3 separate regions of the Mus musculus genome follow, and all the other regions are linked to region 1. A link is a contact called in public promoter capture Hi-C data. All regions are on one chromosome and are shown on one strand. The core of a region is the stretch at or near the end of the contact, and the rest is flanking DNA. Distances in the headings are between cores, read along the strand shown. Region 1 holds the start of Zfp36l2 (zinc finger protein 36, C3H type-like 2). Region 2 holds the start of Epas1 (endothelial PAS domain protein 1). Region 3 holds the start of Rhoq (ras homolog family member Q).

Region 1 (4,266 bases), core at 332-2,831:
GGCGACTCCAGGCCCCCCGGCGGCTGGTGGTGGCCCGACGGGAAGCCGGAGAAACTGAGGCTGTGATGCAGCTTGGGCCGCGGCTCGCGGGCGAAGCCTAGGTGTAGCGCGTCGCGTGCGCCAAACGCTCGCAGGTCCCCGGAGGCGCCGCCGCCCCCCGACGGCGCGGGCCGCCGCTCGTCCGCGTTGTGGATGAAGTGGCAGCGCGGGCCGTAGGGGCAGAAGCCGATGGTGTGGAAGGTGCGGCACAGCTCTGTCTTGTACTTGGGGTGCCGGGTGAGGCTGCGCAGCTCGTGGAAGCCGTGCGCGAACTGGCACTTCTCGCCGTACTTGCACGTGCCGCTCTCCTCGAAGGGCCGGCACAGCTCCGTCTTGTAGCGCGTGGAGTTGATCTGGGAGCCGCTGCCCCCCTTCTGCTGCTGCTGCAGGTGCAGGAGGTGCTGGCTGCGCTCCCCGTTCTCGCTGAACGAGCGGTCCCGAAATTTGCTCTCCTTGGTGACCAGCGCCGTGCCGCTGCCCCCCGAAGGCTCCTTGAGCTGGCCGTAGGAGGCCAGACCGCCTCCGCCTGCGGGGCCACAGCTGCTGCCGCCGCCGTTAGGGGCGCCCGGGAACTTCGGCGAGCAGCTGCCCGGACTGGGCACAGGGTGGGCAAGCGCGTGGAGGTTGCTGGCGGAGTGGCGTCGCAGGAAGCCCGGAGTGAAGCTCGAGCTGGGGGCAGCAGCCACGGGCGTCCCTACCGCCTTCTTGTCCAGCATGTTGTTCAGATTGAGGTTTGCCAGGGATTTCTCCGTCTGCCAAAGGGAGGGGAGCGGGAGCGGGATGAAAATCGGATGGGGAAGAGAGTCGGGGCTAACTGCAGAGTGAACGCCCTAGTCCCAACTGCCCACTTGTTGGGGTTTCTGGTGGGATCCGATTCAGCCTCCACCGCTACACTCGCAAAACGCAGGCCGGAGAGAGTGGAGGACGCCCACCCCGGCCGCTCCGGGTCTAGCCATGTGATCCTGGGCCCGTGGCCACGGGGTGGGCGGCGCAAACGCTGTCCGGGAAGTCCCGGCAGCGTGGCCGCGGTCGGTTCGGGAGGAGCACGGCTGCTCCAGCCGCTACTCGCTCTCTCCACGCCCACAGTCGCAAGCACACAGTCCTGCTAACTCCAGGACTTCCCTCCACCCGCAAAGTCAACTTGGAAGGGTCCCTCCCGCCTCGGCCCGGCCCGGCGGCAAGTCTCGGAACTCCAAAGGGTTCCAGGCCGTCCGCCATCCTTTCCGGCTGCCTGCTTACCTTGCACAAGAAGTCGATATCGTAGAAGGGTGACAGAAGTGTGGTCGACATTTTTCTGGGTCCTGTAATGGTCGAAATTGCAAGCGTGGAGGTTGGGAGGTGCCCTCGGTACGGCGAGACTCGAACCAAGATGAATAACGGGCGAGGGCCAAGGAGGGACGGAAAGTTGTGCTTGTGCGGCCGAGGAAGCGGCGGCGGGAGGCCGTGGCGCGGAGTGGGGGGCAGAGGAGAAGCGAGAGCGCAGCTCGGCGCCCCGGCCCGCCCCCCGCCCGAGCCGTCGGCAGCTCGCGGACTGGTGGAACTCGGAGACCTGAGAGCGTGCGCCCTTTATACAGCCCCGGAGCGGCGCGGCGGCGGGGCAAAGCGCACCGGGGGAGGGGACTGAACGCTGACCGGCCGGGGTCTCCAGGCAACGCCGCCCGCCAGCCCGCGGACGTCAGGCTCCTTCTCGGCTTCTCATTGGTCGCCGCCAATTTTTCCCCTTCGGGGGAGGGGAGGAGAGGGGAGGGGAGGGGCGGGCAGCCTGGGCGTCCCGAGCGGCGTGGGGCGTGCGGCCCCCTTGGGTCCTGCTGGGTGGCGGCGGCGGGAATACCTCGCTCTCCTCCGCCTCTACGAGTATAACGTTGGAAAGCACGTACACGTTCTATCTGCCCAGGACGGGGCTACCCGGGACGTGCCTTTCCTCGCCCGATCCGGCTGGGCCGACTGGCGCAGCTTTTATCTCCCATCCTAGTTTTTGCTCCGCGCGCGGGAACAGCAAAACAGCAATGGTGCGCTTGGCCAAGTTGCTTGGGACTAGGAACGGGGGTCGCGGCCTGTCCCGTAGGTGGCAGCTCCGGCCCGGCTGCACGTGGAGACGCAGTAGGGGTGGGGGCGGGAGCGGCCAGCCTGGAGGAGCATTGGCGCGTTTCTCCGCCCCTCTCCCCGCCCAGGCTCAGTAAACAGGACTTGAGCGCTGCGGCCTGTGGGGCAGAGCCGAGTGTCTGAGGACAAGGCGCTGGCTTTGCTAATCACATCACAAGACCTTGAGCCTGGGCCAAAGGCGCCGAGTGGCGCGGGGTGTCCGGGGCGGGAAAGCCTATTCCAGGGGACTAGAGGGAAGTCGGAGGAGCAGTGTGGACATAGAGGAAGTCACTTCCTTCACCTTTGTGCCTGCTGGTTGGCCTGGCCTCCTCTCGGGGATGTGGGTGCAGCTCCTAGCCAAGGCTTCCCGCCTGTACAGCCTTGGCCTGTCGAATCCTGCAACCTTCCTCCTTCTGCTGTGGGAGGCGCGGCATTGAATCTAAGCTTTGTGTGAGCTGCCGGAGGCGAGGCGGTGATTGCTGAACCACCACCCAGGTTGGGGGAAAGAGGTCCTCATTCGGTTGCCTTTAGTGCAACTCCTACCAGCTTTCCATGGAAAAAGCAGTCCCAGAAGGCCCCTGGCTCTTTTTGAGAGGGGTCTCACACACACACACCTCCACACACCTAGCGACCCCCACCCCCACCCCGTGAGGCCCATCTGGTCAGGTCCAGAACCCTTTATCCCTACACTTCATACTGGCTGCCAAAAGCTGGAGTTGGGCCCATGAATTCACCCAGCTGGCAGTCCGGGTTGCCCTGGGTGGAAGGCCCAGTAGTTGCCAGAGAAGGCTGCTTGACCAACTACATCCTTCCCATGTTGCTCTTCCTGTCTGGTTGACCCAGTCCAGTGTGCACTTGGGCTGTATCAGTTAACCTTGAAGCTAAGGAGGTAGATCTGTCACTCAAAGGCTCCTGAGTCCAGGTGCATTTGGCCACACTGCAGTGCATGCTGCCCCTGTAGGTAGAGCCAATGGCTGCCAGAAGACTGTAGTGTCTTGGACGTAGTGCTGAGTGGGTTGGGTACGGTGGTTCATGCCTATAGTCCTAGCACTAATCACAAACTGTGGTGAGTTTTAGGCTAGCCTTGCACAGCTTAGTGTGAGAGTGAGACCATACCCCTATAAAGGAACAAAGCCCTCACCATCTTATATATTAAAGCAAACTGGCTTTTGGCTGTGGTCTGAGCAAGGGGCCACCCAGATCTTAGGACCCTCAAGTGTAGTGACTTAGGGAAGATGGCTGCTTCACTCTTCCCACCCACGTTGCTCTTGCCCCTATTACTGCTGGGTTCTGTGGCTGAAAGGACCCCAAATGTAAGCATGAGGCTGTGACTAAGGTTTTCCTGGTTTCTCTCAGGAAAGCATGCAGCAGTCGTTCCCCTAGCTACTGCTAGCAGGATTGCAGATACAAGCCCACCTGTGGAGCCATCCATCCCTCCTGTCCTCCCAGATTGGCCACAGCCAGCCAAGATCCAAGTCTGGGGTAAGTCCCAGCTAATGGCAGACTTGGTAGGATGGACTTGGAGATAACATAAGCCTGCTCTGAAACATGCTTTGGGACAGCATGCCTGCCAATGTGAGATGGTTTTATTGTCATGTAACTGCTTTTATTTCATTTTAGATGGAAGGGGAGAGGGAAGGTTGGGTCCTGTTCAGAATTAATCTCCCAAGGTTGTCACCACCAGCCCCTCTCACCAACTAGATCTTAAAGTAGTGTAATGCTGGGTATAGTGGTGTATGCCTGGAATCCTGGCACTCAGGAGGCAAAGGCAGGAGGATTAACACAAGTTTGAGGCCAGCCTAGTGTAAATAGCAAGCCTGACTCAGAAAACTAAAAGCAAAGCCCAAAACAAACTAAACAATGTTAGGTTTTCAATTTTTCATCAGCAGTGGGTTGCACTGCCTAACTAGGTAATTACTACAGGGCCACACAGACCCCAGGGTGCTGAGTGTTTCTAAGACCACCCAGGGGATTTCTGTTCCTCTTCATGGCCAGGAAGGACACAGCTCCTGACTTCCCTCTCCCTGCGTACAGGTCTCTACTCCAGCACAGCCGTGTTTCTGTGGTGCAGGATGGTTTTCTTCTGAGACCAATTACATGTGAAATGTCAGCGTCTCTGCAGGAGGAGCTAGCATATAGAATGCC
Region 2 (4,242 bases), core at 1,461-3,960, 2.6 Mb after region 1:
ATGTGAGCCTAACACAGATGCTTCCAGAGACACTCATGTAAAGCTAAGGTCTTAGCCCCTCCCAAACCGTACCATCTTTATTCGGAGCTGCCCCCCTTTAGTTTTCCATGGAGGCCAAGACCTCAAAGAAGTCTATGTCTGGCTTACATGCTCAGCTCCTTACAAAGACTGCTGACACCATGTCTTCTCTGGAAGACATCTTAAGAGGTCTTTAGGCCACCTGGCTCTGCTCTATGCAAGTCTGTGTCTAGTCCTGGGAATCTTCGAGGCGCACTTAATTTGTAGGTTAGGAAGAGGGGATGCAACTAACATAGGGAAAGTTGAAGTATTCTTGAGTGACCTCTTACACCTCTCCCCTCCATCTCCCCCAAAGTGGGTTTCCCTGTATAACCCTGGCTGACTAGGAACTTTTTTTTTTTTTTTTTTTTTTTTTTTGTAACCCAGGCTGGCCCGTGTTGGGGGATGGTCTTGCGCTGTGTATTCTGATGCTGATTTCCACGCCAGGACAACTGGTTGCAGTCGGGACTTGGCGTGGTCAAGCATCTCCGGTCTTGATGTTATGCAAAAATTGTTTTCCCTCAGGACTGGAACTCTGCGGTCTGCCTGCCTCTGCCTCTTGAATGCTGGGATTAAGGGTGTGAGCCAGTATGTCCGACCAGAACCCCTACTTTAGAAGTAACTGTGAATTAGGGATTGAATCCAGGGCCCTTATCTTTCCTCTTAAAAATCAAAAACTTCTCAAACGAATTTCATAACCTCAAGGCTATTGAAATGTTCCCTGCGGGTTACAGGTATCGCCCAGTCACCTGTCAAGTACAGCTCAAATCCAGCAGAAGCTCTGGTGAAAAACAATGTCTGGGGCCTTGAAGCTGTCGAAGTGCTTAAGGTTTTTTATTGTCTGGTCTTTCCCTCCCTCCCTCCCTCCCTCCCTCCCTCCCTCCCTCCCTCCATTCCAATCTCAAGAGAATATATAAAATAAAGCAAACAAAATATGTTTATATTTTATTACTACTGTGTCTACCAATTTGAATTTCTTATTATTAAGACCCAGGGTGTCTGGATGTAGAAATGTCATAGGAAATCATCCACCAGCCTCCAAGAGTGAAAAGGGTCTGGTCTTTGAAATCACCCTCAGGTGTGTCAACTGATTTCCAAGTGCTCAAGCACTCATTCTTTCAGATACCTCCCCAAGACTTTCAAAAAGTATCCACCTTCTTCATGCTTAAACAAACTTAAAAATCGCCCCCACCCCAAGACACAGTCACACACACAGTCTCTGGTTATAATTTTACTAGGAAACTTGTGTTTAAGAATAGTTCGGGAAGCACAAACTTTAGATACCAGGGCAGCCCAATTTGAGGGACCGTGCTTTCTCCGCAATTCACAACTATGGAGCCCGTTGGCTCTTTCCCTAGCCTTCAAAAATCCATGGCTGCCCTTCTTCCTTCTGGAGATTTTCCTGCAGAAGTAGGAAATGGGAAAGTGTCTAAGATCAAAGCAGGAGTGGGCATCTCACAGGTGGAAAGGCCAAAGAACCCTCTGACTGCCTAGGGAAGAGGAGACTTCATAACACCACGTCCTGCAGTTGGCTGTATCCTTCGAACCCCGGAAGAGCACATCCAGTGATTTGGGAACACGCTATCAACACATCCCAACATCACACTCAGGAACTCTCTGGGGAGCCCACGGTGATACTGGGGTATTGAGAGCGGGCAGAGGCCTGAGGGAGCTCCAAGGCTCTCCTCTCAGGCATACACTTAAACCTAACAGTCTACCACGAGCACCTCAAAACCCACAAACCGGTTGAGGAAGACACAGGCAGGAGCAACCCTAGATCATTTTTGTCCCAGTTTCTCCCACAACTTTCTGCCACTCGGGACTCAGAAGTCAAGGTCAGTTTGGCCAAAGAGAGCGCACCTCCAAGGCAGACAAGAACAAGAGCCGACAGGGTCCTGGGGATCATTACCGCCGGCCGAAGGGAGCCAAGTGGATGGTTTAGGGGACTATAGCAGCACCCGGAAGCGGGGGGGGGGGGGGTTGGCTGGGCGCTCGCTGCACGCCCTAGCTGCGCTCGCGATCTCCGACCCAGCGCTCCTGCCCTAGCCTAGCTCTTAGGGGAAAAGTGAGGCTGAAAGGACACTGGCGCAAAGGCATACTCCGAACTTGGGTAGCAGATCCCCGCCATTACTCAGTCCTGCGCTAACTGCGCTTCCATTTGGAGTCCCATATAGTTACTCGCCACCAGCGACCTCAAAAACAAGTCGCAGTTCTGCGGAAGGAGGAGGAAGGGCAGGCGGGCGCCCGAGGAGCGCAGCTCCAGAGAAAGGGGAGGGACGGGGTCAGGGCAGAGGCTGTGGCCGCGCCTCCCTATTGGCCGGGACACGGTGGGAAGTCGGGGCAGGCAGCCAGCGTGCGGGGCGGGGCTTCTCTGGAGCCCCGCCCCCGGCCCGCCCCCAGCCCGATGTCCCACTCCCGCGCCCCTCGCGCCCTCCCGCGGGCGGGCCGTCCGAGTTTTTAAAGTGGGCTGACAGCCGAGGAGGCCGGACATTCGAGAGCGGCCGGTGTACAGCTCCGGAGTCCGCAGCGCTCCGCTCCAGCTCTCCTGAGGCGGCCGTACAATCCTCGGCAGTGTCCTGAGACTGTATGGTCATCTCAGCGGCCGCACTCGCTTGCCCCCGGATTTTTTTCCAACTTGCTCTCTTCGAGCCATTTTTTTTTCTTTTTTTCTTTTTCTTTTTTTCTTTTTCTTTTTTGGTTGGTTGGTTTTGATTTGTCAGATCCCAGAAAAGTGACTCCTGTTCGGGGCTAAACGGAACTCCAGGTCCCTTGTCGCTGCTCTCTCTCTCTTTTGGCGTCTTACAACCTCCTCCCACTCCTTTCCCCGGCCCCGCCTCCTCCTGCAGGTTCCTCCCCGTCACCCCCCTCCTCCCTCCTCCTCCTCCGCACCTAGCCAGCCCTCTGCAAACTTCCACCTGATTGAGCGGGACTCTCGGACCTGCGAGCACTAAAGACCTTTCACACCTGCCCGGGCGACAGAGAGCTGCGGAGGGCCACAGCAAAGAGAGCGGCTGCAGCCCCTACGGGGTTAAGGAACCCAGGTGCTCCGGGTCTCGGAGGGCCACGGCGACAATGACAGCTGACAAGGAGAAAAAAAGGTAAGCGGGAGTCAAAGCTGGCGACCGACTTGGTCCCAGGCATTGGCGGAACTGCGCGTGGCGGGCGCGACCCGGGGCAGTCGGGAGAGGGGTGCGAGAGTTCTCGGAGGCTGGAGGACCGCTGTTGAGGGGCTTTGAGTAAGCGAGTCGGTGATGCCTTTAGGGACAAGGAGCTGCGGTGTCGCAGTAGAGTTGCAAAGCGGATAGTTCCGAGACCTTGAGACACGGAGAGATGGCCCTGGAGGTCAGGGGTGCTTCCGCGGCGCCTTCCAAAGTCTGTCGTCCCTGGAGCACCAAGCTTCCCTAGCGAGTGTTTTGAAATGTTTCTGGGCTGATGCCCTCGACTCTTAGGGTTTCCATGCTGGAGCAGTAGACACGCCTTTCTTTTCCTAAGACCCTCTAGGTCTTTCCGAGAGCGTTCCTATGCGGGCTTTGCGCCCCAAACTAGCATGGAACAGAGGGCAAAGCGCAACTCTGGGGTGCGCCCTGACCGAGAAGCCGGAACACTGTCAAGGGTCCTGCTCCAGACGGCACCCAAGTTTGTTCAACCCCCTTAACCTTACCCTACACCTAGACTCCGGCAGAGAGTGGGGAGTGAGTGACCTGGATTGCCCTGCGGGGGCAGGTGCTCTAGTGTGCAGAGAGAAGACCGTGACACCCGGCGGCTCCGAGTGTCTGATTCTTAAGACGAAGGGCAGCCACGAAGGTTTGTCCTCGCGAACCTTTCGGCACTGGGTGAGAGGCAACTCGGGGCAACTCGCGCTGCCCTCGAGCCTCCTTCAATCCGCCCCGCATCTGGTGACTTGACACCCAGCTCTAGGAGCTGAGGTGGGAACACACTGTGACCCCGCCGCAGACCTGGGTACATTCTCGTCGCCTGCAAAAGTTTATAGCTGGCCGCCTGGCACTTTGCTCCTGTTTCGATCGGTGCGTGCCGTGGGTTAGAGCTTCCAGCACTGCGCTCCGTGGCGACTTAGCTGGGGTGTCCGGAATGGTACGCGTGACCGCAGAATGGCGCGAGCTGCCAGAGATCCGTGGCCAGACTGGAAAAGACTGGCGGTGAGGACCCAGCCCCGAGCAAACGGGC
Region 3 (3,927 bases), core at 381-2,880, 2.8 Mb after region 1:
ACATCAGTCCCCAACTCGGAGTGTACTCTGAGAGTCTCAGAGCTTCTCACAAGCCATCCAGGACCCGGGGTCCCTGTAAGATGAGCTCACATTTTTTTTTTTTTTTAAAGCAGAAAACAGGCCTAGAGAAAGGCAGCCAGCCATGCTACTAACTTGTGGTGCTTGGACCAAGTTCAGCTTTCCGGCAGAGCTGGCTCCTACAGCTCTTTAACCTTTCCACATTTCCTCCTTTCAGAATACTAGTCTTCGCAAACACAGCCAGAGCTAATGGTGATGCAAGCAGCAAACCTTGCTCTCTTCTCCTTCACGGGAAAGTGTCAAGACCTGACTTCAAGATAGTGTGGTGCCTTTCCTAACCTTTCAGAATGTATGAAGTAACTTTCAGATTTATTAGTGTAGTCAATGCAAGTACCTCCACTCGAATGCAATGGACAGGGTATGGAGAGATGTTCCCCTACGTTCACAAGGAACGTTAAATACTATTTGAAATCTTCCTGGTCGAATTGAAATCAGGATTATGACTTGAAAACTGGCGTCCAGGGTTCGTGGAAGTGAAATGAGGGCATCACAGTAGGCATCTCCCCAGGTGGCCCTTGAACACCGGGAGTGACAGGGAACCTTTTGGTAACCACTTCACTGGTCCCAGTTTCCCCCACCTAAATCCCGGGGGCAAGGGTATGAGTGACCCACGCACCTCTCAACACAGCATTTTCTACCACTATGAATTGGTGAGAGGAAAGGACTTCCCTGTCAGCAAGCTTGGGGGTAGGCTGCGGTGTGGGGTCAGTCAGCGCAGAGTGAGCCTTCGAACCAAGACCGTACATTTAAAGCAGCACTCGGCCACACAACTAACTGGCCCTGGCCAGACAAGTGTTTCCGGACTTGCCAGACAGAGGCGCAGGGTTGGTCCTGAATCACTGGCCAAGTCTCAGAGCGCGAGGCTACATCATACCTCAGGGATCACAATTGAATACTTTTGGAGAGACGCTTGGAAGCGAAAGGAAGCCTCGGACGATGTCGCCTCCAGGGGGAGCACAAATAACATCTGTGGTCTCCTGACAAGGGCTCGCCCCTTTGTGGCTGGTTGGGGGTGCAATATGCTGCATCTCTTAGTCACCGATTTCATAGAAAATGACTCAAGCTCGTGCTGCGAAAAGCGTGGGGTAGTGATGCTGAGGAGCAAGCAATAAGCCAGAAGTCTCAGTTTTCCAGTTCCGAGACCCACCACCCTCCCAGCCTCCGCACACCTTTCTAATTATTGTTATTAATTATATTTATAACCCTCTTGGCCGCTGTTCCTGATTTCTAGTTGCGTGGAGCACTTGCAGGCCGACGAGATGGCTCCTGCCTTCCAGGCAGAATTTAAATATACACATCTGTATAATGTTGCAGAATTGCGTCACCGTGGAAGTCGTCGTGATTCCCCGAAAGGCCTTCACGTCTCCTCCGGGCACCGGGGCCTGCGGACGCTTCCGGGCTTTGGCCGCACTTTCGCGAGGAGCCCTGGGCTCCTTCCTAGCGGCTGCCCAAGAGCCCCTCCCCCAGCCCCCATCCTCCCGGATACAGGGCGCCTCCTCCTCGGCCTCCGCGCCCGACTCCCAGGGAGTCAAGCTTGGGTGAGCGGCAGGAGCGCACGGCGGGCGCGGGCGCGGGGCGCGCCGCACTCCGGAGCCGCCCGGACCGCCCTCCCCCACCCCCCTTCACCGGCCCAGGAGGGCGGGGGCCGGAGCGGCGCGGGGCGGGCAGAGCCGCCTGGCCCCTCCCCTCCGCCGCCCTCCCCAAAGTTGCCGACTCCCCTGGGGCCGGACGGTCTTATGATCCGGCGGATCCTCCTGGGGAGGCCGGGCCGGGGAGCGGGTTCGGGCGCCGAGCGGCGGGGCCAGCAGGCGGGCGCGGCGAGCCGGGCCAGGGCGGGGAGCGGGGCAGAGATCGAAGCGGCGGCGGCTGCGCCCCGGGCCCGCCGCACCTTCTCCTCCGGTCAGGGGAACCGCTGCATGGGGCCGGGAGGGCGGCCCTGCTGCGCCGAGCGGCGGCGACGGCGGACCCCCCAAGCGGGCTGGGGCTGAGCCCGGGGCCAGGGCGGGGGCTCCGGGGGGACCATGCCCCGAGGCCGGCCGGCCGCAGCATGGCTCACGGGCCCGGCGCGCTGATGCTGAAGTGCGTGGTGGTCGGCGACGGGGCGGTGGGCAAGACGTGCCTGCTCATGAGCTATGCCAACGACGCCTTCCCCGAGGAGTACGTGCCCACTGTCTTCGACCACTACGCAGGTACGCCTCTGCCCTGCTGACTAAGGGGCTGATCCCCGGCTGGGAACTTTGGAGCAACTTTGGCTGAGCCCCCTGGCTTGCCTCCCCTGAGCGTGCTCCCCTCCCCCGCCGTGCCCTCTGCCTGGCGGCTTCACCCCCCCCCCCAAGCTGTGCCTCTGGTCACCCCACCCCTCGCAGCAACTCCCACCCCATTCCTATCTCCCCCTTCGCCCCGTCTCCCACACTTTTCAGTCCCCTGAGCGCCCTTCTTGACCTTCCAGCTGCCTCTTCCCTTACTGCCCGAAACCCCTGTAGGGGAAACATCTGGGAACACTAGTAGACGTGGCTACAGGGTTTGGGGGGGGGGGGGAGTGGATGGCAGGGGCCACATTACACCTATATCTCATGCAACTTGGCAGTGAAGTGGACTCGGATAAAAGGGGAATGTTGTCTCCTGGGGAGCACCCACATGCTTCCCAGTATTTGGGAAAGGAGGTTACTGTGGGGAGCCAAAGTGCTAGATCTCAGATCACTGTGAGCTTCTCTCCCCACCCCCCACTTCTGTCCTTGCAGTCAGCGTCACCGTGGGGGGCAAGCAGTACCTCTTGGGACTCTATGACACAGCTGGACAGGTGAGTGTTTTGGCTTCTGGCCGGTTCCCTTACCCCCATCTCTCGCCAATTCTGTGTGGCTGTGGAGGGCCTTTGGAAACTGAGGTGTCTAGGTGGGAGGGTGTGTTTTGGGGGGGGGGGCTGCCTCAAGATCAGGTTGGTTTTTTTTTTCTTAAGTCAGCAAATTAAGGAAACAAACCCAAAAGAAAACGCAGACCAGCGTGAACCCCGCGATGTGAAAAGTTTTTGACTGTATGGGTCTTTACGTGTGTTGCCTGGTGAGTGGGTCCCAACTCCTGTTGCAAAGTGGCAGCAGCCAATGGTAAAGCGTTCTTATTTTTAGTTGCTGATGACCAGGTCTCCCCCTCGCAGCCTCTGTCTGGGCCCTCATTGGTGAGTGGTCTGCCTGCCCGAGGAGCCTGATTGGTGGGAAATGGCATCATCTAAGAGGCTGGGAAGGCGTTTGGTCCTGGTTGTGTTTATTACAACATCATTGCACTCTGGGACTCCAGTCCCTGAAAACGTAATTTGTGGTGTTACCAGAGGAGCACAGGGAAAAAGAAAAGAAACAACAACCGTCAGCCACTCCCTGGGGTTGGGGCGGCAGGGTTAAGAGTTCAGCTGGAGTCTTGGAGGAAGCTTTCTTCCCCCTGGAGGGCCAGGTGACTTTGTGTTTTCTTTGGAGAGATTATGTGCAGAAAGGAAAGGAACGCGTCTTTCTGCAGTCTCTGGCTAGTGCTGGCAAACTGAAGGGTCAGACTGTTCTCCTGTAGGGTTAAGGGGTTTTCTTGGGGGTTCTGTCTCCCTAACCTAGCTCCACTGTCTTGCCAGACCCACTTTCTTTCTTCTGGGGCTGACTAAGGTGATGGTTTCGCAGAATTCAGCTCTGCAGTGTGCTCTGAAGTCTTTGGAAGTTGCTGTGTCTTATGCAGGCTTGAGAGCCCTGAGGATGCGCGAGCCATTGAACGGTGAACAGTGACTCCAGTCTTTGCGCTTTAGTTGTGAACAGGGGGCTGAAGATGGAGGTGGGGTGGGGTGGGGCCCAGGGGGAGAGAAATACCACCAGATAC

The links. Promoter capture Hi-C pulls out the DNA fragments that hold promoters and counts their contacts.
Region 2: a promoter capture Hi-C map of liver shows a contact between it and region 1, with 4 times the contacts expected there. The contact joins the promoter of Epas1 here to the promoter of Zfp36l2 in region 1. A contact is called at or near these places in 2 of 39 promoter capture datasets (both in liver).
Region 3: a promoter capture Hi-C map of pre-B cells shows a contact between it and region 1, with 4 times the contacts expected there. The contact joins the promoter of Rhoq here to the promoter of Zfp36l2 in region 1. A contact is called at or near these places in 2 of 39 promoter capture datasets (liver and pre-B cells).

What each region holds. Positions count from the first base shown.
Region 1 is chr17:84,186,366-84,190,631 of GRCm38.p6, forward strand. It overlaps Zfp36l2 (zinc finger protein 36, C3H type-like 2), which reads right to left and starts at 1,582. Exons shown (of 2, transcript NM_001001806.2): 1 at 1,279-1,582; 2 at 1-791. The coding sequence starts at 1,329. Thada (thyroid adenoma associated) reads right to left here. Exons shown (of 38, transcript NM_183021.3): 38 at 3,691-4,266. It also overlaps a transcript of Gm36279 not described here.
Region 2 is chr17:86,751,154-86,755,395 of GRCm38.p6, forward strand. Epas1 (endothelial PAS domain protein 1) reads left to right here and starts at 2,711. Exons shown (of 16, transcript NM_010137.3): 1 at 2,711-3,155. The coding sequence starts at 3,130.
Region 3 is chr17:86,961,481-86,965,407 of GRCm38.p6, forward strand. It overlaps Rhoq (ras homolog family member Q), which reads left to right and starts at 1,631. Exons shown (of 5, transcript NM_145491.2): 1 at 1,631-2,267; 2 at 2,820-2,878. The coding sequence starts at 2,126. LOC115488765 (hapless 2-like) reads left to right here. Exons shown (of 3, transcript XM_030250169.1): 3 at 1,393-2,066. The coding sequence ends at 2,066.